Regions from separate parts of the Sus scrofa genome. Here all the other regions are linked to region 3. Evidence: chromatin contacts called from public HiChIP or PLAC-seq data. All regions are on one chromosome and are shown on one strand. Each heading gives the region's core, a stretch centred on a gene start, on an enhancer-like site or on the middle of the called end of the contact. The rest is flanking DNA. Distances are from core to core; before and after follow the strand shown.

Region 1 (4,815 bases), core at 409-2,908, 67 kb after region 3:
TATTTATTTCTAGGGCCGCCCCCGCAGCATATGGAGGTTCCCAGGCTAGGGGTCAAATCGGAGCTGTAGCTGCTGGCCTACAGCCACAGCAACACGGGATCCGAGCCATGTCTGCGACCTACACCACAGCTCATGGCAACTCCTGATCCTTAACCCACTGAGCGAGGCCAGGGATCGAGCCTGCAACCTCATGGTTCCTTGTCGGATTTGTTTCCACTGCGCCATGACAGGAACTCCAGTCCCGGGACTTTGATCCAGTCGGCTGTTAGACGGGGTGTGTGGAGGGCTGCGTGTTTCTGCTCTTGCCCTTTGCTTTATCACGAGAACATGCCCGGGCAAGCCGGCCGGATGATGAGAGCCCCACAGATATGTGTGTAGAGAACATTCTGGGCTGGACTGAGGGCACAGCTAATGCCAAGGCCCGAAGGCAGGACCTTGCCCGGTGTGCTCGAGAGAGGGCAGGGCAGCCCAGGGAGGGAGGGACAGTCCCCAGGGAGGCCACAGGAGCACCGAGGACTTTGCAGACCCCAGTGAGACAGGGGGGGCCTTTCCTCTATGTGAAATGAGCGGAGGCGGGTGTGATCGTTGTACTGCTGGTGAGAAAAGATACAGGCATGTGGCAGAAGCAGGGAGATGAGGGCTGGGGGACGTGGCGGTAAAGAGACCAGGGGCGGCCACCGCAGAGCAGGGGAGATGAGGTGGGATTCTGAGCGGGAGGGTGTGGGGGGTGCTTAGAGCTGGAGGATTTGCATAAGGACGGAGGTGGGGGTGAGCCCATGAGAGCAGGAAGGAGTTCTGAGCCGAAGACAGCAATGAGACCCCGCCTGAGGCCTTGGCGTGCTGCCCGGAGGGCCCCCCCGCCCGCCCTCTCCCTGCCGCTGTACTAGCCCCTTTTTCATTCCTCAAACACATGCATTTCTCCCCTGCCTCAAGCCGTTGCCACTTGCTGTCACCACTTTTCACTGGCTTTGCCTGGGAACCCTTGTCACTGGGTCACAGCTGAAAAGCCCTTCATAGAGACCTTTTGGGGACCCCACCCACCCCTGGATGATGGGCTGGGAGGCTCTTTCTCCTCCCCCCCTGCCCTGTCTCCCCCTTTCCGGGGCTCATTGTAATCCTGTGTTCTCTGGGTTAATGCCTGTCTCTGCTGGATTATGGAAAGCAGGGCCCTTTCTTAGCCAAGCTCCAGAGACAAGCTGCCTGCATTCACGCCTTGATTCCTCCTGTTTAAACCCATGCGGATGTAGGAAATCTACTAAACCTTCCCCCTCGGAAGGATGGCAGTAACTGAGATCCCATGAAATCATTAACATAAAGCACTTAGCTCAGTGCCTGGGACGTGGTTCAACAAATGTTAGCCACTACGCTAGCCACAGTAAGAAGCCCCGGGTAAGAACAATCTAGAAGCACTTAGTCTGTTTACATGACTTAACCATATTTGGCAAGCTCTCCGAGGGGTGGAAACCAGCAGCACTCCGGGTATCAGACGGCCTATGTGAGGCAGGTTGGAAACTGCCTCTTGGCAAACGCACAACTGGGGAAAGAAAAGAGATGTATGGCGTTTGTTGTTTTTGGTTGCTTAGCATCCAGACCCAGGGTTGGGAGGGCAGATCCCTAGACGGGCAGGAGGCAGGGTTCCCCTATGGAAGCCCAGTGGGGCCAAACTCCCTCTCCCAGATCCCTGCAGAGAGAGCTTGGCTGCTCAGCCTGAGCACATCCAGCTACCTAGGACTGGGCATTGACTGAAGGTCACAGAGAAGCTGGGACCATGCAGGTGTTTCTCCTCCGATGTTGGGGGCCCAGAAACCAGCACCCAGGGGCAGTGGTGACCGCGATGTCAGCGGCCGGCCCATCCTCACTTGTTCGGCTTTGTTCTACCTCCCAGCCTTCCGGGTTCCTGCCCAATTGATAAGCCCGGTTCTCCAGCCTAGTTTGTGATGCTATAGCCACCCATCATCCTTCCGGAACATTCCTTTCAGGCTGTAGGTAACTAGAGTTGTTCCTGTTCTTTGCCCCCAGGAATGCTGGCTTGTCTCCTAGCCAAAGGGGCTGAGTAACCACCCTCAGAAACCCTCGGTCAGCCCTCAGCCTTGGCTCCACCCTAAACACCACCCAGAGCACGGAACACGCCTGGAGTGCTGCGGCCTGTGCGTCAGCCTGTGCTCACAGAACCCAGCCCAAAAGGGTAAAGGTGTGGCTGGCTGCTACTTGGAAACATCATCCAGGCTTCTTTCCTAGTATGTCATACCAGCCTGCGCCAGTGCAGATGGCAGCGAGGGTGTCCCCCGGGTAGCTCTGTTCCAAAAGAAGCAGAGAGAAGCAAAAGGAGCTAAAGCTCAAATACTGAGGCCCTTGCCTCCATAAAAATCCCATGAAAGAGCACTTTCTTCCCACACAGAACTCAGGGAGGAAGGGAGGGGGCTGGCTCCCTGGGTGAGGGCATGACGATAAACCCTCTCAGGGCACCCCACACACATTTCCATGTAGAGACCTGATGGTGTGGCTTGTCTGGCCAGAGAGTGACGGAGACAGCCCCCTCTCCCACGTTTCCCACAGAAGTGGCTGGGAGAAGGTCCTGGGGCCAGAAGAGGCTGAGGGTTACAAATGACTCGATGACAGGAGTTCCCATCGTGGCACAGTGGAAACAAATCCAACTAGGAACCATGAGATTGCAGATTTGATCCCTGGCCTCACTCAGGGGACTGGGGATCCAGCGTTGCTGTGAGCTGTGGTGTAGGTCACAGACACGGCTCGGATGTGGCTTTGTTATGGCTGTGGTGTAGGCCGGCAGCTACAGCTCCGATTAGACCCCTAGCCTGGGGACCTCCATATGCCGCAAGTGCAGCCCTAGGAAAAGAAAAAAGAAAAAAAGAGTGACACAGTGACAAAAGAGGCTGGATGGACCAGGGCCTTCTTGGTGAATGCTGGCAGGTGTGGGCACCAGCAGGCAGGTGTGGTGAATGCTGGCAGGTGTGTGTCAGATGATGGCCAGTGGGGCCACCTTCACAGATGCCAGCAGAGAAAATGAGTGACCAAGATCAGAAGCCATCTCCCTACTGACAGCACTAGCTGGAAGCCCAGAGAGAAAGGGAGGCAGAAACAGAATTGACTTGAAGAAACCCTCAACTCTTTGAGGAAATGCTTCCACACCATGCAATGTGGAAAACTGAGATGAAAATTAAAGTCAGTGATGGAAAATAAAAACGTTCACACCTCTGACTGTGTGGACTTGGAAGCTTGAACTGGCTACAGAGGGGTCCCAACCCAAGGAATCCCTCCAGAGTCCTTGCCCAAGAGAGCAAAGGATAGACGCCTGGAGAGCTTTTGGGAGAGCTATGCAATAGACTTGAGTAGGACATTGAAGCCTCAGTAGAATGACTTTCTTTTTCCTTTTATGTCCACACCCATGGCATATGGAAGTTCCCAGGCCAGGGAATGAATCCAAGCCACAGCTGTGGCAATGCCACATCCTTTAACCCACTGCGCTGGGCCAGGGATCGAACCCCCACCTCTGCAGCAACCCAAGCTGCTGCAGTTGAATTCTGAACCCACTGTGCCATAGCGGGAACTCCTAAAATGATTTGCTTTTATTCGTACGTACTGTGTGTCAAGCTCCACGCTAAACACTATACACATTATTTCTGAGAGAGGTGGGAAATTATTCCCATTTTACAGATAAGGACACTTCAACACTGAGCTATTGATTGCATTGTGCTGATTTCCAACAGGACAGCTTAAATCACAATGACTGCTAGGATGGGCTCTTTGGGGAACCCCGAATGCTGACTGGGGCTTTAAACCCGAAGGTGGTGTTGGAAGAGATGGAAGGACTGGGAGGGACGAGATTAATTAAAAGACAAGCTCTCGGGGGAAACTCAGGCAGGCGTGGGGCGGCCTCTGGTGGACGTGAGGGGAATGGCAACTCGGTGGCTCCAACCTGTCCCACAAATGGCCCTGGAGGAGAGGAGAGGGGAGGGCCAGCCAAGCTCTGAGACCCGGCTGAGCGAGGACTAAGGGCGTTCAGTGGGATCTAAAGCTCAGCCCTGTGACAGCAGTGGCCGCTCCAGGGAGGCATGGTCTGAGGAAGGGCATTATGTGAGGACAGAGTGGAGGAAGGAAGGAACATTGGCTGAGCACTGACCATATGTATGCTTACAAGATACACGCTGAAAACAATGGTGTATACTTTAGAAACAGACAGAGAGACCTATGGTTTTTTTTTATTTTGGGTTTTTTGTTTGTTTGTTTTTTGCTGTTTAGGGCCATACCCGCGGCATTTCTCTTGAATGTATATAGGACTACAATTGCCAGGTCATAGCATAACTATGTTCAACATTTTGAAGAACTGCCAAACAGTTCTCCAAAGTGCCTGCACCATTTTACAATCCTACTAACAATGTAACAGGGTTCCCTTTTTTTTCTTTCTTTCTTTTTTTTTTTTTTTTTTTTGGCCTTTTCTGGGTCCACTCCCACGACATATGGAGGTTCCCAGGCTAGGGGTCAAATTGGAGCTACAGCTGCCAACCTACACCACAGCCACAGCAACTCGGGATCCAAGTCGCATCTGCGATCTACAACACAGCTCACGGCAACGCCAGATCCTTAACCCACTGAGCAATGCCAGGGATCAAACCTTCGTTCTCATGGATACAAGTCCGATTCATTAATCGTTGAGCCACGACAGGAACTCCCCTATGTTTTTATGTTGGGTGTGCGTTTTATCTGCCTCAGCTCTGCAGCATGATAGATCGGCTCCATGCCTGATGGACTTTAGCTCTGATCTTCAGGTCATGACCTTGGTTTTCTTTGGGTTTG
Region 2 (4,964 bases), core at 731-3,230, 86 kb before region 3:
TCAGAGCAGCAGCCACTGGCCTGCACCAGAGTCACAGCAGCTCGGAATCTGAGCCGCATCTGCAACCTACACCACAGCTCACGGCAACGCCAGATCCTTAACCCACTGAGCAGCGAGGCCAGGGATCAAACCTGTGTCCTCATGGATGCGAGTCAGATTCGTTCCACTGAGCCAGAATGGGAACTACCCAAATCTGCATTAATTCCTGCAATGCTCCATGAATGGGAACCGTAATTATTATCCGCATTTTACAGCTGAGGAAGCTGAGCACTGAGAAGGCAAGTGCCTTGCCCAAGGTCACACACCAAGTAAGTGGAGGTCTGGTCACATCCGCACGTCTGACCCAGCAGCATTGTTGACACTGGCAGTAGCTCAAGGCGAGAGGCCGGCTGACTAGACTCACTGGGGCAGAGGCCATGAGGGGGCTTTAAGAGTGGCCGGCAGAGCAAGGAGGGGCAGGACCAGGCACCCAGCCCAGGGCAGGAAGAGATGGACGATGACTCCACTCCACGGTTGGGAGCCTGAAGGCTTGGAAGGGTGGCAGTGCTATTAATAGAAACGGGGAAGTCAGGAGGAGGAGCAGGGCTAACAGGAGTGCATTCTTGGACACGTTGAAGCCGATTTGCCAACAGTAGGACCTTTAGGCTGAGATCCAGCCACAGTTCAATTAGGAAAAATCAGCACATCCCAAAATACCTCCAAATGCCAACAGCCCTGTTATCCAAAATCAAATTCCCGGAGTTCCCGTCGTGGCGCAGTGGTTAACGAATCGACTAGGAACCATGAGGTTGCGGGTTCGGTCCTGCCTTGCTCAGTGGGTACGATCCGGCGTTGCGTGAGCTGTGGTGTAGGTTGCAGACGCGGCTCGATCCTGCGTTGCTGTGGCTTGGCGTGGGCTGGTGGCTACAGCTCCGATTGAACCCTAGCCTGGAACTCCATATGCCGGGAGGGCCAAAAATAGCAACAACAACAAAAGACAAAAAGACAAAAAAAAAAAAAAAAAAAAAAAAAAAAAAAAAAAAACAAAATCAAATTCCTAAATCTTGCACAGCTCACATTTCCCAGCCATTGCCCTGGGCTGAGGTTCAGTGTTGGGTCTGCAGTCGCCCAAGTTTAAGTCCCACACTGGCCACTGGGGGTCACCACTGGTGCACCCAACACAGCGCAGCTGCCCAGGGCGTGCCCACCATAGGGTGGACTTGGGGGGCACACAGAGAGTTTCAGGGAGCCAGCCCCCCCAGCCCCCACAGGGAGGATGGAGGCTTCTTCCTTCTGTTTAGGGGTGGGAGGAGAGAGGCTTATGAGACGCTGAGCTGCTGCTTCTCCCCGTCCCCCAGGCATCAGCCACGCCACGTCTCGGGAATTTCTCATTAACCTCCAATCAGATACCGTTGACCTTGGAACCAGGAAGGAGAGGCAGCGCAGCCCCCTTCCCCGAGTGCACACCGGGCTCTGGGGGCCTGGCCTGGGGGATGCCGTGTTCAAGGCTCTGGGGCGGCGGAGCCAGGGAGCAGGATCCCAGCTGTTCCAAACCTCCTGTCTCCCCTGACATTTGCGTCAGCAGCTCTGCCCTTTGACTTTTAATTCCCGGGAGTGGAGGGCGGAGGTAACCTTGGTGATCAGGCCTGATTATTTGCAGTTCGATTGAACCAGCAGTTTATTGGGGTTTGGCCTGGCTGCTTGCCCTCTTCCCAGCCTCCCGCCCCCGGCTTTATGGCCTTGGTCTCCTTGGGAAGCTGGGAAGAAAAGAGGGCAGGAGTGCTTCCGCCTGGGAGGCTCCTCCTGTCTCCTGAGCCTCCTGATCGAGGGGGCAGCCCGTGGGAGGCGACGCTTATAAAAGCACCTAGAGACCCCCAGACGGAGGCGGTGTCCCCAAGCTCACACCCAGACCAGGCCTGGCACCCCCTTGGGCCACCTCCAGCTTTGCTCAGGACTTGTTGGGACATGTCCCCGGGCCACAGCCAGGCCAGCAAGCGGTGCCTCCCGGCTGCCCAGGCTTAGGGGGTGCAGAGCTCAGAACAGGTGGGGGAAGGGTAGGCACCTGGAAGAGGGCGCGGCTCCCCAGGCCCTGAGTCCCCCATTGGTGTCCCGTGTCTCTCTATATTTGGCCTTGGCATTACCAACGTGCCCTCTTGAGGGGCAGGCAGCCAGCCTGACCCATGACGTCTCCTCCTAGGGCCTAGGCTATTTTAGAACCAGCCTTGTGGGGGCTGGGGAAGGCAGGAGGTTAGGTTTAAGGGAACATTTGCGCCTGGCTCTGGGTCACAGAAGAGGCTGAGGGCGTGTGGCATGGAGCGCTGGCCCTGAGGCCTTTCTCAGAATTCCCTGTACTCAAATGTTCCCTCTGCTCAGGTTTCCTGGGGATGCCTGGGGTCTGGGACTGTGGGGCTGAGTCTGGGCAGGAACCCCACCCAACCCCTTCTCTCCGTGGGTTTTTCCAGCTGTTCCGATATCCCCCCTCAATTAAAAAACAACTTCTGCGCCAGGTCCCCCCAGGAACTAGCATCTTTGGATTTCTCAGCTCACTAACGTTTCCAAAGAAACAATATAGGGCCTGACATGGTCACCGTTTCTTCATTTTGCCGAGTTAAGGACATTAGGAGGAAATGTCAAAGGAAAAGTCCTTTTATTTTATCTTATTTTATTTTATTTTCTCTTTTTAGGGCTGCACCCATGGCGTATGGAGGTTCCCAGGCTAGGGGTCGAATCAGAGCTACAGCTGCCAGCCTACACCACAGCCACAGCAACTGGGGATTCGAGCCTACACCACAGCTCACGGCAACGCCGGATCCTTAACCCACTGAGCAAGGCCAGGGATCAAACCCACAACCTCCTGGTTCCTAGTCAGATTCGTTTCCGCTAAGCCAACGGGAACTCAGAAAAGTCCTTTTAAACACACGGACAAGCACACACGGACAAGAATTCACAGCTCAGGTAAGAGCACATTCCTTCAGACTGAGTCCAGCTTCATGAAAACCTCACAATGTCCTTATGTTTCTCATTTTGCCACAAGCAGATGAGAACCTGGCAACAGCTGGCACTGGGTGCCCGGTCAATGGGTTATATTCCAGGAGTTGCTGCTTCCTTCTGCTCCTCTGCTGGCCCAGTGCCAAGGGCAGGAGGGACCCCTCCTGGCACCTGTCTCCAGCTCTCTGCGGCAGTTACTTTTGCGTCTTTATATCTTCCCACCACCCAGACCCCAATATTTGCAGGAGGGGAGTGTGGGGAGCAGCCTTCACACAGCCCCCGGATGAAGACAGCGGATCATCTGGTCTTGCTTTGGGAAATGATGCAGGCCTGCCTCTGGAGGAGCCGGAGGAGTGTCACGCTCCTCTGGGAGGAGCTGCTGCTGTGGAAGGAGCGGGTCAGGACAGGGGTCAGGAAGGCCAGGTGGCTGCCCCTTGGAGGCCATGAGATCTGAGACTAGTCCCAGAACCTCCCTCCTGTGCTTCAGTTTCTGGTTCCATAAAATGGGTATATTAACTCCTCATCACAGGCAGGCGAGAGGATTAAATGAGAGAACATTTGTGAAAGTACTTTGTGAACGAGAACGCTTAGACAGGGCTCATTATTATTACTGTAAAGAGAAACTAGTAAATGGCTGAACAAACAGCACCCCAAAAGCTGATCTCAGCTTCTGGATGCAAAGATGGTGCTCACATCCACCCCCAGGTCTGTGATCTTGGGGCCCCTCCAACCCCACAAAGGAACATCACAAGCCTGATCGCTGGTAGTCAGGGCGGTGTGGCCTGGACCAAGGCATTCTGCTCTGAATAGGGCCCAGCCTCTGGCTTGTGCTCAGAGAAAGGCTTCTGATTACTTCCGGTGGCCCCACTGCATAGGGAGGTCCCTGGCCCTCACATTGTAGTGGAGTATGTGGAGGGGCTCCCCAAGATGGAGGCCATCATGGGGGGATGAGGAGCATGGAGTCTGAGGATTCAGAGATGCCTACACATCAATGCTTTCACTGGAGCTGCCCCTCTGCCCCTCTATGTTGCCATGGGCTAGGGTGGAAATGCACCAACCCATGTTTCCAGGCTGTTCCACCACTCACTCCAGCTGTCTGGCTCCAGACACATCTGTTCCTTTGACTCTCTGAACCTCAGTTTCCTCATCCGCACAACCAGGATAAGAGTCCTTAGCTCCCGGGGTTGCTGTGAGCATATGGGGTGGCTCTTGAAAGCCCCTGGAGGGTTCTCGGTGCTGCACAGTGCCCCTCCCCACCTTCCTGGTAGGCCCGGGCTTAACCATGGCCCCCACAAAAGCAACCAAAGGTCCCCGAGAACTGTGAGCCTGGGGCTGGGCTGCTGCCTCTCCCACCCAGAGCGGATTCCCCAGGCCTTGCCACAACCAGGGGCCAACCGGGCCGGGTTCCTGGCTCCCCACCCCTCCCCCAGCAGCCAGTTGTCATGAAGTCATGGCCACGCTCCCCAGCCTGCACCCCCACCCCTGCCTCTGTGCTGACATCTCATTTGGCAAAGAGGTCGGAAAAGCCGCTGACTCTTCCAGACCCTGAGTTCATTGACTGGTCAGGGCCCATCGGCCACAGGCTGACCATGTGGGCAGAGGGGGTGTGCAGAGTGAGGGAGAGGCCCTTCCAGGCCTTCATCCCAGTCCCGGAGATGCTCCTTCAACCCACACCACCCTCCGTGTGCATACCTGGACCTGCACGCGTCTCACACACCCACTCTGCATGTGCACACACACTGCCCCCCCCCACTTAAGTAGACCTTCACACACACCGAGACACAACTCCCTCCTGCACACAGGTTCTATGCAGCCACCGGCCCACAAGGCACACTCCGACGCACGTGGCTGCAAGCATGTCCCGCACACTCACACAGGTAGCATGTATCCATGGCACTTCCGCACACAGGGAAGCGCCACTCGGCCACGGCCACTCGGCCACTTCTGACTCTGCCACTGTGCTCTGGGCTTCTTCAGCAAGTGGAAGAATTGCAAGC
Region 3 (4,739 bases), core at 1,098-3,597:
GACAAAATTACAGTTCATCTATCCTTAGGTAGATGGATTAATCTCAACCAAGCATAATATGCTCCTATAATTACAGAGAAATATTTTCCAAATTACAAATTAAGACACATGGCCCCGATTCATGATCCTGCAATTCTGGATGTTTGGTACAGTGATATTATTTCCCTAATGGTAAAAGAAATTATGTTCTAGAGAACACGAAAAGCAAGTGTTTCTCTGGGTAAACCATTCCCCAAACATCCTATATTCTTGCAATTTCTATGCTTAACTAATTATAAAATTTAAAAATAAAATAAAAAAACTAAATGGAATTAATGTTCATTACTGAAAAAAAACACAAATGAGCAAAAAGAAGACACTGAACGAATAATATAAATTGGTTTATATTATATTATATATTATATTATATTATATTATATTAACGCAGCGCAAGGGGCGTTTTACTTTAAAATGCCTACATACTTTCACAACCAAATCTTACTCGTCCTTGTTTACAACTGAAAAACCCAAATAGTAAAAAAACAGAACTTAAAGAATCATTGAGTAAAAACTTCTATGCTCTTTAAAAACAATACCTGAATTTTAGGAATCAGTACAATAAACGAAAAACTCGGTCACCCGACCACTCCCACCCTCAGCCTATTTCACAAACCCACTTTCCCTCCCCCCTCACACACTTTGGGTCTTTGGAAACACTCTTTTTCAATTCTATCCTTCAAATAGAGGAGGAAAGGAAGGCAAGAGAATCAAGTTGGAGGAAAAAAAACTATAATTTTTTTTTTTTTTTTTTTTGCGTCCATAAAGCGGGTTTGTGCCGCAGGAGCACGGCTGGTCTGCACAGCCAGCTTCGCAAACACTCCACTCCTCGGTGGATTGTGGTTTAACTTCCACGTAGCAGGTAGAGAGTGCAAACCCCTCGGTTTTGAGAGGAAGGCGGCGCCCCAATTGGTGTTTTTCCAGGAAGCACTCCTTGAGGGCTGAAGAAAGCGGAGAGGGGAAGGCCGGGCAATGGGCGTTTCATTCATTGCTCCTCTTTCTCCCCCTCCTACCCTTCTCTCCCCTTAGACCTTCTCGCTCCTTTTCCCAGTGCGAGTTTGACGTCGGTCTCCTGGATACCAGACGGCCAATCGCCTGGTTGCTAGGGGAGAAGTCTGGCCAATGAGGCGTCGTTGCTACCTGTGAGTAATATTTTTAGCCGTAAGAGACGCCTGGTTCCACTCCCAGTGTTAACTTGGGGTAATTCTCTGCTGCAGGTTGTGAAAAAGAAGCGTTTGCCCGCCCCTTTTGAGTCCCTGTCTTTCCCTGCTCCCTATTTTTTCACCCATATTTTAACTAAGATAATTTTATCTTAAACGTACAATATAGGAAGGCACTGTGTTTATTATGTGTATTCATGTTAAAACAGGCACTTGAAATACACGCATGCACATATACACTTAGATACGTACGCAACTTGGCATGGAGGGCTGGACTGGGACATTCGGAATAAAATGTGATTCTTCTTATACTCTCAAGACACCCCCACGTCCGAGTTGCTGCCGGGTTGCACGGGGAGGTCTGATGTGGGAAGCGGAGGCAGTTAAACTGTCACCGGGGCGGGAGGTGTGGCCGGGTGGTCTTCCCTTCCCCACCCCCAGCCTGGCACAGCAGCTTTGGATTCTGCAGTTGCCCCTCTCTGGACGGCAGTTGGCCTAGGCCCTTGCGGTGATTTAATTAACCGAGTGCACGAGTCCTTGTCACAGTTCGCCCTTTTTCTAAGCTCTCTTGGGTGCACTGGAGGCCGACGTGGTAGCTCGTCCACGAATGGGATTTTCCTCGACCACAATCCCACTCGGGTGGAGCATGCTTTGTAAATCCTCCCCTCCCTCTCGAGATCGACAGCTCGCCACAGTTCTCCCCAGCCGCTTCGCCTCCAGCTCCGTTCCCCTCCCCCCTCCTCCCCGGTGCTCTCGGCCTAGACGCAGAGTCAGCCGCCCCAAACCACCTCTGTCGCCTTCACTGGCACGTCTCTCCCCCAATCCCTTTCCAATTTTTCTTAATCCCGCCCACAGTGACTCCAGATAGTCGGTTCATTGGCCATCCTGGAGCCCGAGGGGTGTGGCCTGCCCGCCCGGCCCACCGCCTCGGTTTGGGACATGGGCAGGAGGGACTTGGCCAATGGCGTCCGGGGGCAGGGCAGGGGCGGAGCCAGCCGGTGAGGGTCTCGGGTGCCGGGTGGGAGGATAGGGAATGGTGACGCCGCCCGGAGCTGTGTGACGCGGAGCGGGCGCGCGCACCCCTACGGGAGGGGATGGGGGGGCGGGGAGGAGACTATAAAACGAGAGGCGGGGCGCGCGCCGCGGCAGAAGGAGCAAAGCTCTGGCCCGGCGCGGAGTGGGCGCTGTACGGGGACGCTGGGCCGGGCACCGGGCTGTGTGGAGAAGTGGGCGCGCTCACCTGACCCCGTCCTCGCCAACCCGAGCCAGAAGGGGCGAACTCCTGAGGCTCTCGTCCTCCGCAACCTCCTCCCGGCAGCGTCGGCGTGCACTAGGCCCAGCCAGCTCGCTGCCGCCGACCCTCCCTTCTCCTCCGCCCAGCCGCTGGGTCTGTGGTGGAAGCAGCCCGTAAGTATCGAGGGGCGGCGGGCGGGGGCAGGAGGAGGAGGAGGAGGGGCTGCAGCAGCGTCGAGCCGCGGGCCCTTGGGGGCTCGGGACGGCGGCGTCGCGGCCCGGGCGTGGAGGGGAGCGGCTCTCAACACCCGACCCGAGGTAGCTCCGAGGGGCCCGGGTGCGCCCGGGAGCTGGAGGCGGGGCTGGCCGGCGCTTTGGGCTCGGCGGGGCCGGGTGACCGGGGAAGGGCGGCCCGGGGCGAGCTGATGGGAATCGGGGGTTGGGGTGCCCAGGAGCAGCAGCGAACGCGAAGGGAACGCTGGGCTCCGCGGGGCGGGTGGCTGGCCGGCCCGAAAATGGTGCCAGGGAACCAGCGCTCCCCAGGCTCTGGCCGGGTCCCAGGAGCCTTGAGGCGGGGGCAGGGAGCGGCGGGTCGGGTTACGGCTGGGGCGGGGGGAGGGAGCGGCTGACCCGGTGCAGCCGGCGCGGCGACCCGCCGGGTGTCCGGGCCCCTGGCCCCAAATGGTCGCGTTTCCATCTCTCGTGGCCTTCCTCCTCCTCCTCCTCCTTGGAGGAGGAGACTTGTACTCTCTTCCTCCTCCTCTTGGCTGCTGCCGCTGTAGCGCTTGGGCTCCGAGGGCTGTGAGCAGAAATCTAATGAGACCCAACTGGCTGTTTATGTAATTCTTCACGCTCCTGTCTTAAGGCGTTGCTTTGAAACTACCTTCTGCCGAGCCTGAATTTCGCTCGGCTGCACCTTCAAGCAATTTGGCCTAATCGGCTGCCTTTGCCAGCACTCAGGGCTTTTGGCTTGGAGAGTGTTTGTAGTTTAGGGCAGCCGGGGACTCTTTCTCCTTTGTCACTACGAGTATGGAAAAATGAAACAGATGAATTATCAACTTGATTTTTAAATGTCCTTTTAGATCAACCTCAGATCCCTCCTTTGCAAATATCTTCTGTTTGCCCTTGATCTTTCCTTATCCCCACCCAGTGCTGATCCAGCAAACGTTTAAAGGTCGACCTTATCGTACCCGCCTGTCCGGCTGTTTTCTTATCACGAGGGATGGAGGTGATTTTAAAAATCAGAGTAAAACTCAGAAACTCTGCCCTTTCAGCAGAATAATCAATAAATTTTTGAAATTCATTGTTTCTTTTGTTAGGCTTGATGCCCACGAGGTATTTTCAAATTTAGAAAAATACACGTTGAAAAGAAAAGCACAGAGAAGCTCGATTATTTCATTTTGAGCACTTAGTATATTTAAAACAGCAACTGTGTAGGATAATTTGGTTCATGATTATCATCCACTAGGATGGCAATTCATTTAGTATTTCGTACCCTTAACTTTAGTATCATGAGCTTTGGAAATTAAAATAATTTCCCTGACTTCTCAAATTTCAAAATGTTTATCGATAAAACAAGATGTAAGTAGTCTGTATCCAAATGAACTGAAATAACAGCATTCGTTTCTACATTGGTGAATAGGAGTATAACCAACTTCTAAAACTTCGGTATGTGTATGTATATAACTTCGGTATATATATGCCGAGTATAGTTTCCAGTACGTATTTTTGTGAGAACTAAGGGAAGAAAAGAAGGAATATGCTCTATACCCCGGAAATATTTTTTTCTCTTAGAACTCTATTCAGAAACAGGAAGGTAATAATAGGCTTAAAAAAAAAAAAACATTGTTTTAACTGTAAATCCTCAGTTTTTCCTTGAGCTTTTAATCTTCAATAAACAGTTTTGTATTGTATGTTCATTTATTTTGTGTTGATTATATTTTTCAGACTTTCTAGCTTATTAGATTTTTTTTGCAAAAGTGACATTACTCTAGGGTAGAAAAAGGTTGTGGAACTTAACATTTATCTTACGTGGACATGTTTGCTTTTGTTTTGTTTGTTTTCTTTAAGGAACAAGACACTCAAGGTGAAGGATATCTACTAATACCAGCACTTTGAATGAAAGTTTGTTTCTCTGCCACAATTGAACACTTTTGTGTGTGTCTGGGGGGGAGTTGAAACACAAACCTAATTTTGTGGCATAGCAGCTATGCAGCTTGAAATCCAAGTAGCACTAATTTCATTATTTCATATCTGTACAATAAGCTTCCCAGGAGACGTGTCAACATTTTTGGTGAAGAGCTTGAAAGA

What was found. HiChIP or PLAC-seq counts read pairs in DNA pulled down with a chosen protein or histone mark.
Region 1: a contact with region 3 is called in an H3K27ac HiChIP or PLAC-seq map of skeletal muscle. The contact joins the enhancer-like site here to the promoter of TOB1 in region 3. A contact is called at or near these places in 7 of 47 Hi-C or Micro-C datasets (embryonic fibroblasts, epiblast stem cells, fetal skeletal muscle and 2 more) and 2 of 2 datasets of contacts at active chromatin or transcription factors (alveolar macrophages and skeletal muscle).
Region 2: a contact with region 3 is called in an H3K27ac HiChIP or PLAC-seq map of skeletal muscle. The contact joins the enhancer-like site here to the promoter of TOB1 in region 3. A contact is called at or near these places in 1 of 5 promoter capture datasets (liver), 23 of 47 Hi-C or Micro-C datasets (alveolar macrophages, brain, embryonic fibroblasts and 11 more) and 2 of 2 datasets of contacts at active chromatin or transcription factors (alveolar macrophages and skeletal muscle).

The regions. Positions count from the first base shown.
Region 1 is chr12:27,050,099-27,054,913 of Sscrofa11.1, reverse strand. No RefSeq gene overlaps it. Among named protein-coding and RNA genes, the nearest start is that of WFIKKN2, 41 kb to the left of the region's middle. Within about 2 kb of position 1,658, at least 54 of the 83 cell types and tissues checked have an H3K27ac peak or open chromatin away from gene starts, as enhancers often do. A contact at or near this core is called in alveolar macrophages, embryonic fibroblasts, epiblast stem cells and 2 more, where this site is marked.
Region 2 is chr12:27,203,072-27,208,035 of Sscrofa11.1, reverse strand. No RefSeq gene overlaps it. Among named protein-coding and RNA genes, the nearest start is that of TOB1, 86 kb to the right of the region's middle. Within about 2 kb of position 1,980, at least 51 of the 83 cell types and tissues checked have an H3K27ac peak or open chromatin away from gene starts, as enhancers often do. A contact at or near this core is called in alveolar macrophages, embryonic fibroblasts, epiblast stem cells and 8 more, where this site is marked.
Region 3 is chr12:27,117,514-27,122,252 of Sscrofa11.1, reverse strand. It overlaps TOB1 (transducer of ERBB2, 1), which reads left to right and starts at 2,347. Exons shown (of 12, transcript NM_001123205.1): 1 at 2,347-2,603; 2 at 4,500-4,664; 3 at 4,667-4,739. The coding sequence starts at 4,639.